Linked DNA regions of Oryzias latipes: region 2 is linked to region 1. Evidence: chromatin contacts called from public Hi-C data. All regions are on one chromosome and are shown on one strand. The core of a region is the stretch at or near the end of the contact, and the rest is flanking DNA. Distances in the headings are between cores, read along the strand shown. Region 1 overlaps bin3 (bridging integrator 3). Region 2 holds the start of LOC100125511 (bone morphogenetic protein 1).

The links. Hi-C and Micro-C count contacts between places; a contact is called where the count stands out from the background.
Region 2: a Hi-C map of embryo shows a contact between it and region 1, with 2.4 times the contacts expected there. The contact joins the promoter of LOC100125511 here to the enhancer-like site in region 1. A contact is called at or near these places in 3 of 5 Hi-C or Micro-C datasets (embryo, fibroblasts and gastrula embryo).

The regions. Positions count from the first base shown.
Region 1 is chr9:16,962,537-16,969,777 of ASM223467v1, reverse strand. It overlaps bin3 (bridging integrator 3), which reads right to left. Exons shown (of 9, transcript XM_004072478.4): 7 at 4,210-4,351; 8 at 3,098-3,232; 9 at 476-1,795. The coding sequence ends at 1,649. It overlaps LOC101168717 (long-chain-fatty-acid--CoA ligase 1), which reads left to right. Exons shown (of 20, transcript XM_004072479.4): 20 at 1-434. Among protein-coding and RNA genes, the nearest start is that of LOC101168717, 20 kb to the left of the region's middle. Within about 2 kb of position 2,942, at least 3 of the 8 cell types and tissues checked have an H3K27ac peak or open chromatin away from gene starts, as enhancers often do. A contact at or near this core is called in embryo, where this site is marked.
Region 2 is chr9:17,052,347-17,059,587 of ASM223467v1, reverse strand. It overlaps LOC100125511 (bone morphogenetic protein 1), which reads left to right and starts at 4,267. Exons shown (of 20, transcript XM_004072482.4): 1 at 4,267-4,614. The coding sequence starts at 4,470. It overlaps kansl3 (KAT8 regulatory NSL complex subunit 3), which reads left to right. Exons shown (of 22, transcript XM_011479327.3): 22 at 526-1,210. The coding sequence ends at 528.

The DNA of each region.
Region 1 (7,241 bases), core at 1,693-4,192:
CTTACAAGAGAAACCCACCTGTTGAGCATGTTGCTGCTTTAAAAGAGATTCTTTTTCCTCTTTTCTCAGATTTCTCTCCATTCCAGTGTCATTTAAAGTTTACTCCATGACTCACAAGAACATGTTTTGGGAACACCAATTCTTTAATTGTAGAATCACATCATAAAAAGTCACCCAGAGTCATAAAAATAACATTGTCTTTACATTGCACTATTTTCCTAAGCAACCATGTAAGGGAATGTGTTGTGTGTACATGGTTCTTCTTGAACATGCACTAACTGGAGGTTTGTGCGCTACAGTAACCCATCATCATCGTGAATATGGCTGTGGTACTAGCTAATCCTATTAATGATTTCATCACAGAAAACGGGAAAATATGCATCCTAATCTACAGCGAATTGTAATAAATAAAAAAATAAACTATTACAACTGGACTTCTTCGCTTTAACTTTAAATCAGTCTATTGAGAAACTAGTTTTGTACTCGTTTATTATTTCATGATTATCGTTGATATTAAAGATTGTCATAGAAAATTAGAAAAAAAAAACATTTTTATATATCAAACACTTCCCCCTGCATGACAACATATTTAGCAGTTTCTTCAAAAATGTAGAAAAGAATAATAAATAATAGTTAACTGGTTGTAAAACCGTACAGAAAAACAAAATGACATTAGAATATCTTCATGTATATCATGTAGTGCTTTCTACCTTGACCACGATTCACCAACTCAGGGGTGGAACAAATGAGTGCAATGGCAGAAGGATTTGGTCCCAGACTAAGAGAAGCCAAAAACAAACACTGGCTTCAATCCCTGGTGTTGAGGAACAGAAAGGACGCTCTAGAAAGCCAATATTGTGTGAGGTCCTGTGCTAATAAACAAAACTACCCACTACTAACAATAAAAGAACAGTGGATGTGAAATTTGGGGGGGAATCTAAATGTCGTAGCCAGTAGTGACCACTAGAGGGGGTCCCAAGCCTTTCAGATCTGGGCAGATGTCTGCCATCCTTCCAGGATGAGCCGTCCACTTTCCAAGGTAGTTATGATTCTATTATAGATGATTTATTCCTTGGAGGGACAATGTGGACACATTAAACAGTGGTTATAACAGATAAACGGTGTAAATTATTTATCCTCATGGCACAGAGCTACGAATAACATGAGATCAAGTTAAAGAGCTAGTGTTTCCTTTTTTTTTTTAAACCTGCAGTTTATTACAAAATGATTAATTTCAGTGTTAAATTATTTCTTTGTCAGCCAGTTAGTAAGTCTCACTAACAAAGTAATCAAGACCTTTTCTGTACTTCAATCCTGAATTCTCTCACCTATAATATAAAACTCAACTTGACAGAAATCCTTAACTTAAATAAAAACACAACAACTTCTTGGCTTATTTTGCACTTTGCTGACGGATCCGTTTTTCACGGCACTGGGCTGCTTTGAGTCTTTGTACAGACAAAGAAACAGGGTGTCATGCAAAAAAAAAAAGAGGGGGGGGGGGGGGGGGAGATGAGGCCACGAGGAAACAAACTGATAATCAAGTTAAGGCCAATGCAGTCGGTCTGAATCCCAGAGAGCTTGAAAAGAGCAGAATCCATTCAGAAAGGCATGACAAGAGCACCTCCCAACATTCGGCCTTCCGTCCTCAGTCGTCCGCAACAATGGACAGAGCCCGCAACTCGCTGAGCTTGGCCTCCGTCTCCTTCTGCCTCTGGTCGTCGGTCATGCCTGCCTGGTCGATCTGGTCCGTTAAATCATTGAAGATCTTGTACATTTCAGTGAAATAGACCACCTGTTGTGCAAAGCAAAAACAACAAAAAAGAAAAGAAAAATTGGAATCTTTTCTTCTAAAATGACTTTAAAGAGGGTTCATCCAGAGCAATCATAAACAATGCTTTCACTAACTAGACTTGCTAAAGCTGGTGGTCTCAAAGCTCTACGACCCTCCAAATGATGAGCGATTTGAAAAGAGGGAGCCCACAGACAAAACAAGCCCCCCAAAAAGGAGCTTCTTTGGGGGGCAGTGACCCTGCTTTTCTCTCTCAATCTGAACAAGAGATAGTGTTCTCTGAAAGCTCTGTTGACACTCCTCGCCCCTGCTTCTTCCCCTCAGTTCATGAGTCAGGCTCCCTAGAGAGTTGCTTTGATGATTAATAGGCTTTAATCACATTACAAGACTCCAGAAGAGTGGGCAGAGAATGAAAGTACAGGGAAATACAACCCCTTGAAACCCACACGCAAATCTCAATATTTACACATGAAGCAATGCAAACAATGCTGTACACTTAAGGGCAACATCTCCAGCTACTGAAACAACAATTTCCATTGCAGACAAAACCAACGATGATTACTAGACAAGCAGAAGTCACTGCTGAGCTAAACCGATTTGCAGCTCAAGAACTCTGTCAGAACGGAGAGTTTTTAAGAAGTAACAAATCTCCAAATGAAATCTTAGAGCCTACAGCACCTTGTAAAACCTTCTCAAAGTGCTCAGATTGAATGATGTTGCCTGTTTACATCAGTGTTTACCAACTTAACCACACACGTGGGACATAAGTATTGGGTTACAGCTGTTTGTAGGGGTAAAGCGGATACATTTTTTTCCCCAAACGTGGTTTTCTCAAAGTTCTGTCGGAAATGTCCACATAAGAAGGGATGACAAAAACCTGGGCGTGTCCTCCACAGTAATTTCAATAAAAATCAAGTTTGTTTTGTATGCTAAACAATACAAACTTGGAGCAAGTTTGCTAACTGTAAGTTTAAAGTGCATCACGGAAGATAATCTGGTTTACTTTGACTAACTCAGAATGGCCTAGTGGACATGGTGGCGCTTTCTTTAGACTCCCAGCTGCTTTAAGAAGAGCTCCAGGTTAGAGGAAGGCCTGCAGGACCGCAGAGGAGCCAGACAGATGAGGCCTTCCACACAGCCGTGTGTGGGTTGTCGCTGGGGGTTAATCACATTAGTGCCGCATGGAAAGAAACAGACTGCCTGGGTTATACACACCCCTCCTCAGACACTTATTCAATGTTGAAACGACTGTTGGACGGGTGTGTCTGTACAGCTGTGATAGACTCTTCAGCGAGGGCTACCAACCTGCGCCCGGATAAGAGCCTCAAAGCTTGGCTGGAAGTAGTCGATCCGGCTCTGGTAGAACTTGGGCATCTCGTCCAGCAGCTGCTTGTTCTTCGCCTCAAAGTCTTCCTTGACTGGTCGGAGCTCTTCTTTTGCCTGGTGGTGAAAAGAGGAAAAACGGACACAAGGTTCGGACCTTCCTCTATTAGCTCAAACAGACCAGCAGCAGGTGCTGCAACATTTCACTTGATAGGAGTAAGAAGCAGTCATTTGCTAGGTTTGGGTAAATGTAGACCTGAAGGCATCAACGTGTCCTTGTCATTTTAGTTTAGAAAGATGTTTTTGAATTCCCACGGAGATGCGGTGCAAAATGGCTGTAATCACGACCACGGTGAGGAGGAGTCGGTAATGTGGGAAGACTTGGCTGCGGGTGGACTGCAGCACCACTGATCTCTGTGTGAATGTATTAGTGGGCAGTCTACTCAAGGCACGAAGTTATGGAATGCACGATGAATAAGGGTGAGATTTTTTTCCGTCTTTTTTATACTGAGGGGAAGGGGAGGTGCAGTATTCAAACAGAACCATATTGTTGATCAGTTGTACATGTTTTTCCGTGGTCATGGTAAACATATACAGTTTGAGAATCATTTCTTTAGGTCCAGAGCTACTTAAAGGGCAAGGATGTAGGGGCCTCTTCAAGGCATTGTTCCCCTGACAGTGCTTTTCTCAGCATGTGTGGGTGGATCACCATGTGAGAATGTGTTAGAGGCAATATCATAGGCAACGCTGCAGCGCTATCCATGAATGTGTGTGCTTCTGTAGTGGCCTCACGGTGTATATATATGTGTGTCTACAATTCTCAATTACGTGCCTGTAGATGTGCAGCAGCACCTTTTTGAAAAGCCAGTCCTTGAGAGGCTGGTAGCTTGCGTGGGTGAAGCACTGCACATGTACACTATACATGCGCTCAACTATTTTTGTTCATATCCAGTCAGCATTTGTGTCTTTTTTGCACTTATTCGGGCTCTATGCTCTATTCACAACATGTGAGAGCAGGTGAGCGGCGCTCCGCTCTGAGTCAGAGGGGAAAACCGTCACGGATCGACAACATGCAGCGAGGCGCGCGCCCGCACCTGATGCAGCTTCACCATGACGGGCCCGGTTTTGTCCTTCTCTTCATATTTCTCCACTTTAGATTGCAAACGCTTGTAGTCCTGCAGGGCCTGCTCCCGACGTTTCACCGCCATGTTGAGGCTGGGGAAGACGCCGCTGTACCTGAGACCAACAGATAAAACCAGAGCATTTCTTTAGAGAACCGTACCTCACCAAGAACACTGGGGCATGCATTCTGTATTGCATCTCAACTAAAGTCATTTTGATTTCATATCACTATCAAAGAGGCACTTTGAAACCCCCGAGGACAGCTTTGCATTAAGCCTCCTCTCATCCATCATCTAATTACTATCGTTCAGAATAGCATGAAACATTTCATTTTGTGACAATTATCATATTCCACATGAAAATATATTCTTGCAACAAGATTCCTGGTCTCTCGCACTAAAAATAGAAAAACATTAATCTGTAACTTAGCAACAGGAGTCTGAGCTTCATCCTGGGACTTGTTGCACTGGTTTTGTTCCGGATTTTAATGGAAAACGGGAAACATGTCCACAAGGATATTTTAAATCCAAACATTTAACAAACAGAAAAAAAAAGTAATGAAAAAAGTAAACCCAAAGTTATGACCCATCCTAACTTTAAAATGAAGTGGATAAAATTATTTACACTCGTCAAATATGTACAACCAACATTCAGGAAAAGTGGGAAGAAGGATAAAGACAAAAAACAGACTAAAATAAAATTATGTAAGAGTATTTGTAGCAGTTACTTTTTTGTTTTCTTTTGGATTGAGCCATTTAAAGAATATTCTATGATGTGCAAACCTTTTATCTTTTGAGTTCACATCAATGGCAATATTTTGTCTCAAAAACTGTCAACTACTTTAATTAGGATTCCCTTCATGCCGGCCTTTGTTCAGTTCTTCTTAGCAGATGAAAAAACCACTGGGAACCTGTGAATTGATTGTGAAATCCGGGATAACGAATGTGTCTGGCACGGCATCACGGCAGAGGTCCAAAGGGGTAAAAGGAGGCCCAGACTCTGTCCCAGACAAGCAGGGATTGTTTCTGACAGGAAGTTAAGCAAGGAGTGGTCTAGAAGTGCGCAAGTGACTTCACACAGCTCAGTGCAAGCCCAGCCCCACAGCCCACGCTCTTCCACTATTTATAAAAAATACTACTTTGGCTCAGTTTACAACAGGGGTGTATGCTGATCCTCAAGTCTACTATCTGCTCCAGTGTACACAAACTTGAAGCGCCACGGAATTATGCAACTGCCCTCCAGGCATTTTGCTTCTCCTGTATGGATCGTCTTTATGTTTCATGACAACACAGTAAGAAAGCTGATGGCATCTGAAAAAAGCAGCACACGTGTTGATTTTTAACAGGTTAGAGCCTCCTTTTTGCAACAAAACTGTCCTGTAACAGTTAATGGCTTAACACATGATCAATTACAATTAACCCTTGACCCTATCAGGCTGGAGGTAGATGCCTCACGCATCACCCTTCTTTGGGTCCAAACCTCCCAATGACTCAGCTAAACCCTGGATTACGACATGAGCATAAACAGCAGCTGAAAATGTCCACATTCTTTTGGTCCTAAAACTCTCCAATTCTTGCTATACAACTACCAGTCAACCCCGTCGGAGTTCATTTGTGGTCAGCGCCGACGGCTGACTGGTTGGAGGCAGCGAGGGGGCCAAAGGCATACCGCTGTACATGAGACGGGTCGGGCTGTGGTGAACAGGCCTGATGAAAATAGCATCTGCAGCGTGCGTCTGCCAAGCAGCGTAAAGTCCGGTGTGGCCTGTCGGCCAAGCCCAAGTCTGGTCCACACAGCCTCAGTCTGGGAGGCTGACTGTTTTTCTTGACCATCACCTCAGCACAAGTCACCGCTAACGATACACAGCGAGCAGCAAAAACTATGGATAAGGGCACAGTTTTTGTGAAATTTTCAAAGGTCCCCATCATAATCAGAGCTTGAGGCAACAGCACGTTATGTTGTGTTAAAATGTGTTTGGTTGTTTATGAGCAGAAACCCTGCAAGAGAGGAAACTTCCTCTGATAGCGAGAGATGCTTGTGGTTTGTTTAGTTCTTGCTCAATCATGGGCAGAGGTCTCAAAACATGCTTGACTTCTGTCTCACCCAAAACAGCAACGAAGCAGAAAGGCCTGTGTTATGAGGCCTAGATAACACAGATGCTTGGCTGCCCACGCACTCCCCTCCCCTCAGTGATGTCACTCTGTGCCCCCATCGAGTTGGTAAAAAAAAAAAAAAAAGCCACGTAGATTAAAAGACTAAGGGGAAATGTGTGAGAGCTGGAAAAAAAATATGGCTGCCAAAACTCTCGTGTCCATCAACCACACACAGACACACACAGTTAAAAGACCTAAAGTCCTCCATTAATAGAATATAACCATCTGCTTTACTAATTGTTTTTACCATGCTAGAAGATCACCAGCAGAGAATTTTAGGAAGAAAACATATTTATTAGGAAATGACTAATGGAATCTTAATGGATGTTTTGTATTCCTTCTTTCTGCTTGCAATACGAATTCTTATTTATTAATGACAAATGATAATGCTGCATTTTTAAAAGGAAGATCACAGTTCAGTTTAATATTGAAACTTTTCTTCCGTTTTAATCAAATCTGGTTTTCTGGTCTGAAATAACATCTTTGTCAGACGGCGCCCCCTCAGAAGCCTGCACGAGTGATTGCATATGTGCCTATGTTTGTGTGAGAGAGTGCACTGTCCTGAGACACTTCTGTTCCTCAACTAATCCACAGGTCTTGGTCCAGGAAGCTGGGCCCTCTGCCATATTCTGAGACTGCCCACACGTCCGCCTGCCGCCCACCAGGAAGAGGAAATTAGAACCATTCCATCCTGTCATTGCTCCACCACCAAAGCACAAGAGGGAGAGGGCCCGGCGAACGCAGACACGGATACTAAAGCCGTGTTTACAGTCACAATGAGTTCTCCTCATGACAACTGTAAATGACCAAAGTAGACTTAATATAGGAGGAATGTTCAGCACATCTTTTGC
Region 2 (7,241 bases), core at 3,018-5,517, 88 kb before region 1:
AAATGGTATAAATTTCAAACACTTAAGAGAATACAGAACATATTTTCGAACATTCAGTTCGAAATATTCAGTTTCGAGTATTCAGTTGCTTTATTAAAACTCAGCTCCAACTCATGTAAGAAGGCATTATTTTTTCACATGAGAAATCTTATTTCTTATTTGTTTTTTTAAACTAATTTATAGTTCCGACATTGAAGTTCAAAGCTGGTTACAAGACAAAACACAATCTTAATCCAGTTTCTATGACCTCTTGTAGATTATCATGCAATTGTTTTTAGCCTGACACAATTTTAGCGCTACAATGCTAAAAAAACTGATGAAGATAGTGAAGAAGTTGGTTTTTTTTTGGCGATAAAATAGGAATCATTTTTAATTTGAAGCTATATTGGTAAATGATTTCCTTGATAAGAACCCTGTTAGTCTATTTCTATGTTCTCTTTACTAATTACAACGATACATTTGCATGCTGTTAAAAATAAAAACGCAAGGTTTTGTGTATTAACATGTTGTGCTTTTGTGCAGCAGTGAAATTCTTGGCCTCGCTGTTTCCATGCGAGAGAAACAACAGACATCCCATGCTGCTGGGACTTCCTGAAGAATGGACAAAACATCAGGAAGAGTCAGTCCATGATGCCCTTGAGGTCTATCCAGTGACTCTGCTGAACTTTTGAACTAACACGCCACTCTTGACCCGTTTTAGGATTGCTCAAACTTTATTCATAATCCTGAGCACAGGTGTACCACCGGGCTTTGTACTCAGCCCGGTTGTCTTCTTCTTATTTATATTGTTTCCTCATCCACTCCTCCAGTGCTAATGGGGAGTTTGCTTTGAATAGATCATTCCTATAATAAATGCTACACTTTTGCAGACCAACCCACTTAACGAGAGTCACTTAGAACAGATTTGGAACGCTACATCCCATTGCTGGGCTGTATGCATGAGTTGCAAAATAAAAGATAAAGCCTAAAGAAATGTCTGTCCTAACCTTACCTGCTGATCTGACCTGCTGTCTGAACATCATTGATGTGAAAAAAATTTACAAGTTAAGAAAAATGTAAAGTAATCCCAAATAAAATAGACTGTTGTGGATTCTATGGTATGCTCTTTCTTCTTTGTCTTAGCAAATGTCTTTGCACAGTTAACAGATGAAACGTTGTGTTCTTTGTTTCTAGTTTTCAGTCCTTTTCCAAATAAAGTGATTTGCCTACAGATGCTTGCTTTGCTCTTGTTCTTGTGTGTCCCATCCCTGCGGCAGACTAAGAGGCTTCGACGAGGCTTTACAAAGTAGCTTACTCATGCACAACTGTTGCATGGCCTTGTTTACAGTGGCAGCATAAACACAGCCCACAGAGTCCAGCATATTTCCTGTCTTAAATTCTTCAGTGGGAGCAGATAAGATAAGGAAAGTGTATCTTCCTTTTTATGCAAGAATTTGAATGTAAAAGACAGAAGCATTTTTGCTGATGCAAACCAGGTAACAACAGATGAGATGTTGGCATTTCCTCTCATGGGTTTTCAAAACCCAATTTTTCAGAGTCCTCAAAAATGTATTTGGTTTGCACAAAGTTCAGTGAAAAAAAATGCATATCAGTCATCTAAGTCCTGAATATTGGTACTATTTTAATTTTAAATTAGCAAATATTTATGCCCAAAAGTTGGATGATAATTTTTAATGTACCGTAACTTTTTAAGGGTATTTTGTTTTGACTACTTTCTTTACAAATCATAAAATGTTTTTTTTTAGTACTTTAAACTCTTAAGAAGTATCGAAATTATTAAAATGATGCAGGAGAAATTAAGTGCATCAGATAAAAATATAAAAATTTCTTTTAAGCAAGGAATAGGTAAATTTCCATAACCCAAAACTATGTACTGTAATATTCTTCTGCTTTTTTACAAAACATCTTAAACAAAAACAAGAGTAATTTAATAAAAGCTAGATTTGCTAGCCTACATAGTTTCTTGAATAATATGATTTAAGAAAATTAAATCTTCTGCAAAAATTCTTGAAAATTGTTAAACCATCTGAAGAAGTTAAACAGAGCCACAAAAAAAACAGTAAGGTGATCAATGTATGCACAATTAAATTTAATTTTCAAAAGTTGACAAATTGTACAGTAGCTGCTAAGTTAGCAAAAGAAATTCCAAAATCAAGTAAAATATCTGATTTATGCTAATTCTAAAAATGCTGATAAATGCCAGAAAAAAGTAATGTTAATTTTTAAAAGAGGAATTTTAATGATCTAAAGCTTATTTAAGGTCATAAAGAATAAAATGATTTAGCTTGTTCTTGTAATAGTGTTTCTTGGCAATAAGTGTTACTTTTGTCTGCCTTTGAAATGGTGCCACATTTGTAAGGAACATACAATGACGAGCAGAGTGGAGGATGTTTCTGTTCAGGAAAAATGTGAAAAGTCTTCTCTATCACTGGCAAACAACTTTGACTCATGAATTCATTACTAGATGATTCGATTTGAAGAAACAAGATGTATGGGCAATTTAACTGATGCATGTATGAGCATTGTGTGGAAGAACCGAACCCTGCTACAACAGCCTGGCACCTCATCCTCATGTTGGTCCTTTGCCCAGTCAGTCTTTAACCAGCATCTGTGGGAAGTCAGCCATAGTTGGGATGCTCTCTCTGGAAAGATCAGGACACTCAAGCTGATCCCACAAGTGTACTGTGGGAAAAGGTCAGAACAGATGACAGTCATTTAATACTCTCCACTCTCAAATTCTTTGATAAACCCCCAGATAAAGTCTCTGATTTACCCCCAGACTTTAAAGATAATTGGTTGCGGAATCTCATATTGATATCTCAGTGCACTAAGATTGTCCATGCAGAGAGATGCTACCAATATTGTCCTGCAAAACCTGACCACAAATATGTAAAGACAACCAACAGTACCTAAGTGCTGACAGGCTGAGGGAACAGTTTATCTCTGACGTTCCACATTATACAGAATCAGGCCCAGATTTAGGCACCCCCACTGTGGGGTGAAGGTAGGGGAAGGTCTGGGTGTGCTGAGGTGTGAAATCCCCCCAGGCCCCAAAAATGCATAGAAAACCATCCTATCATCATATCATCTATCCATGCATCTATATTCTCCTTTGATCTATTTGATGTGTCCAATTCGTTTTATGTTGGATGCTCTTTATGGGCTGCTCTACAGCCCATCATGTTTGGGAGGGCAGTAATGCCATTTGCCCCCTCTTACCCGTGCCTATATCTGGCCTTGTACAAAACCTGTGCTTCAGTGTGGAGATCGTATAACCCACCAGTGCCCTATAAAGATTAGTGAAGGTACACAGCCTGAAATGCAAGGTTGTGTCAGGAAGGGCATCCAGCGTAGAAATCTTTGTCAAACCACATGTGCAAATCACTGAAAGCTGATTCACTGTGGCGACACCTGAGGGGATAAGCCGAAAGGTGAACAACATTGGAGTAGGTATAGAAATGCTTTCAAATGTGGATCCACTCAAAAGCACAATAGTAATTTAGCTTAATAGCTATTTTTATGTTAGTTCCGTTGCTTTAGCTGCCAAAAAAAACAAAAAACTTTTCGTTGAGCATAAAACAACTTTTATTTTGAGTTTCAAAAACCACAAAACGGACTAAAATCAAAAGCACCCGGTTGAAGTTCAGATATATTGAAGAATACCAAAGATTTTAGGATCAATCTGTTTATTTAATTTAAAGTCAATAACCTATAGGAATAAACACAAATGTAGAAACAAATAAGTGTAAAGTACAAGTTTTTTTCCATAAAAATGTAATATTGTGATTCAACGAGCGTTTTCACAAAATATGGGTGCAGCTCTCCAAAATCACCGACAGGTGGCGCGCGAATCAAGTAAATTTACCGGTAATTTTCTGTAAACAAGCCTCACTTATAGTTAGTAAATTTCAAAATAATTCACTAAACTTAGAAAAAACCGTTTTACCGTAATATTTGTTCTAAAGGAGCCAATGAACGAAAAAATGTTTTTTGAATCGTCTTGTTCGCTAAATGTGATGATAGCTTAACTTCCGTAGAATTATTTACTCTTTTTTAAACTAACATTTATTTAGTGTTTGCAGACCTTTGCACGCTCTTTTCAGTGACCCCTGCAGAGTGGGCATGGGAGCTGGAAAAACGCGAGCATCTCCGTCTGGAGGAGTCCCAGCGGAGCCGCCGTAGCATCAAAGTTTCTCAGGCGCTCTGCTCTAACCCGGAGCTCCAGCTGGAGGAAAGAAATCACTGCCCCCAGAGCCAAACCGACACGGGAGAGAGGCTGCATTTAAAACCCGCCCTCCAGCGATCTCCTTCCCCAACTCAATAAAAAAAAAAGAAAAAAAAACACCCTCCCATTTTCTCTCTCACCATTTCTCTTTCACACTCACTCTTCTGTCTTTCCCTCTGTCCCCCCCTCTCTATCTTCCTTTACCTTTATCCCTCGCCTTTTGCTGTCTCTCCCCACCACAATCATGGATCTCTCGGTGAGGTGTTTGTTTCTTTTATCATGTCTCGGCGTGATATTGGCGATAGACTTAGATGCAGCTGATCCAGGCTACTATGTGGAGCCCACTGCCACATCAGAGGCGATCGACTACAAGGATCCCTGTAAAGCTGGTGAGATGTTTTTCCTCTTTCCTCATTGTTTTTGTGGTGCGCTCTGCTGAGGCAGCAGCTCGAATCGGCGCAAACCGACCGTGGAGACGCGTTTGGAGAGCTGACAGTAGTGGATGCAGTTTTGGAAAGAAGTGGGAGAACATTATGTGCAGAGTTGGAAACATTTGAAGCACACAATTGCTTTGGGGAAGCCGATAATAATAGATAGTTTATGTATTAAAAAAACAAACAAAAACAAAGCATGCATTTGTAAGAAAATGGGAAAAAAAAGTTTTAGCTTTTTGTTCAAAAGTCCTGTCAGATGTTTGGAATCATTTTACTGACTTTACTGAGATTTAAAAAGAGAGCTTTATTGTAGGATCTCTTCACATTTCTGGAAATTGTAGTTTTTTTTCTTCTTCTCTTTTCTGCTTATGGAGTAATAAAAGAAAGTGGAGGAGGGGAAAGGGGAAGCTTTGGAGGACTAATGTGTCATTTTCTTCTCATAGTTCTGCATAGTTCATCATTTTTGGGCCTTTTATTGAGGTTTCATCACAAAAAAAAGGGGGGGGGGGGGGGGGTCCACCTGAACCAAACCAACAAGCCTTTTTCCTCCAGTAAAAATATTCCGATTACGATGAGTGGGCTTCATCCAAAGTGACCTCCAAAACCCAAAACGTGCTTACCAGCTGGGAATCTGTCCCTTTCCAGTGTGTCAGCCTTTACAGGAATAAAGTAAGTAGTTTACTCCTCCAGCCAAATGTCTGCTTTCAGCATCTTTCTGCAGAATCAGAGCTTAAGGACGTAAAACTCGATGCATAAACACAACAAAGGTCAAGCTGTGGAGAAATGAAGATGTTCCTTCCTGTTTTTACTCCACTGTTTATGATGAGTCACGCAAGTATTCCCTTCTAAATAAATGTAACATCAGTTTCTTCACATTGGAGCGTATTTGATGACACTGAGTGTGGTGTTGGTTTGAATGGGGTTTCTGAGTTCATCATGTCCCAGCAGAGAACTCAACTCTTCAAGGCAAGGACTTTTTTTTTTTGATGAATAGGCCAGTTTGTTCCAAATGAAATGTCAGCCAACTGGAGTTTTGATGATGGTTTTCCATGGAAAAGTCACCTGCTTTCTCCTTCTGACCTTGCAGGAAAATATCCAATATCTCATCTTCATGACCTCCACACAGCCTGTGGTCAAAGGCGGTGTTGATGGTTCTTGGTTTATTGATTTTTCTCTCGTTTTTCCTCGTTTGTCAGTTGCATCATAGCGTTGAGGCAATTCGATCACTTGCTGTGGTAACAGGTCAGCGTTTTTGGAGGATTTCACTCGTCTGTATTGTGAAATTTGGGATTTCTGTTTCTTAACATTTTGGCTTGCTCTTTCATAAAACATATTATTCTCACATCTGCATTTAGGGTTTAACTTAGTGAACCAACAGTGACTTGTATTTAATAAAGTGTTTTATTTTATTTTTATTAATTCCTCACACAGGTCAATGCTTCCTATAAAACACAGTTTACATGAGTAAAATTTTACACAAAAATTGGCAGCTAAACCTTAAAAGGCACTTAGTGAACCAAACACTTCAATAAAACAAAACTAATTTTTATAATAAGAAATTAATGAGAACCAGATGCTCTGCTCAAATGATGATAAAGAAAATTGTGACTGGTTTGAGTTATTCCATTGCTGGAGGCGTAGACATCATAATCTACTTAAAGCCTCCGGTGACGATGCCAGCTGACTGTGCTGTCTATTGTACATGTTAAATCTTTGAGCATTGGCTTAACCTTTGCGCTCCTGCGCTGCCTCGGCTGTGGCTGCCGACAGGTCAACCTACGTGCACCCCTTTTTTGTTGTGGCTCTCTCCTGTGCGAGCGGTTTCTGCATAAGCCTGGAGTTATTTCCTCTGGCTGGCTCAGGAGCCTCACACAGACCCAGATTGCACGCCCAAAACTCCAACAGGGCAGTCACTTTCTACTGTTCTAACATAACTCAGGTGAGGCGAGCTTCCTTTCATGGCCAACAGGGACTTGAAATCCTTCGTGTCTTCACTCACTGTCAGTGTGTTGTTTTTTGCTTTACTGAGTTCTCTTTGAGCTTTTTAATAACTAAAAACTCCTCCTTGCTTCACAGAAGCTGGCTTAAGATGCCACATCTGATAAAAAGATGTGCAACAGACTTCTGTCAGGAAAAAAAACTTTTGCCTCTTTTGTAAGAACTTGGGTCAGATTTTTTTCATCTCATATAACTGTCAGATCTTTCCTTTTTAAGATATCGTCTCAGTCTCTTAACACAAAGGGTAAATTATTCAAAGACCCACTCCAATGAAAATTGTTGTGACATTTTTGTCATGATAGACACATAAAGAAAATTAAGCTTAAAACTTTTTTTCTGAGTATTTTTTTAATTCAAATCATTGTGAATCAGCACCACTAATGTTAGGTTGGGGGTGTGAGGGGCTGTAAGCTAGAGGGAGAAAGTGTAATTAAAGGGATGATGGGAAGTAGGGCTGCACGATATGAGGAAAACTCGCGATATGCAATATTAGTGCAATGCCGATTAAACTTGCAATACATAAACAAATAGCAAAAAAAACAAAAACATTTCCATTTCACTGCAAACGTTTAATTTAAATAAGA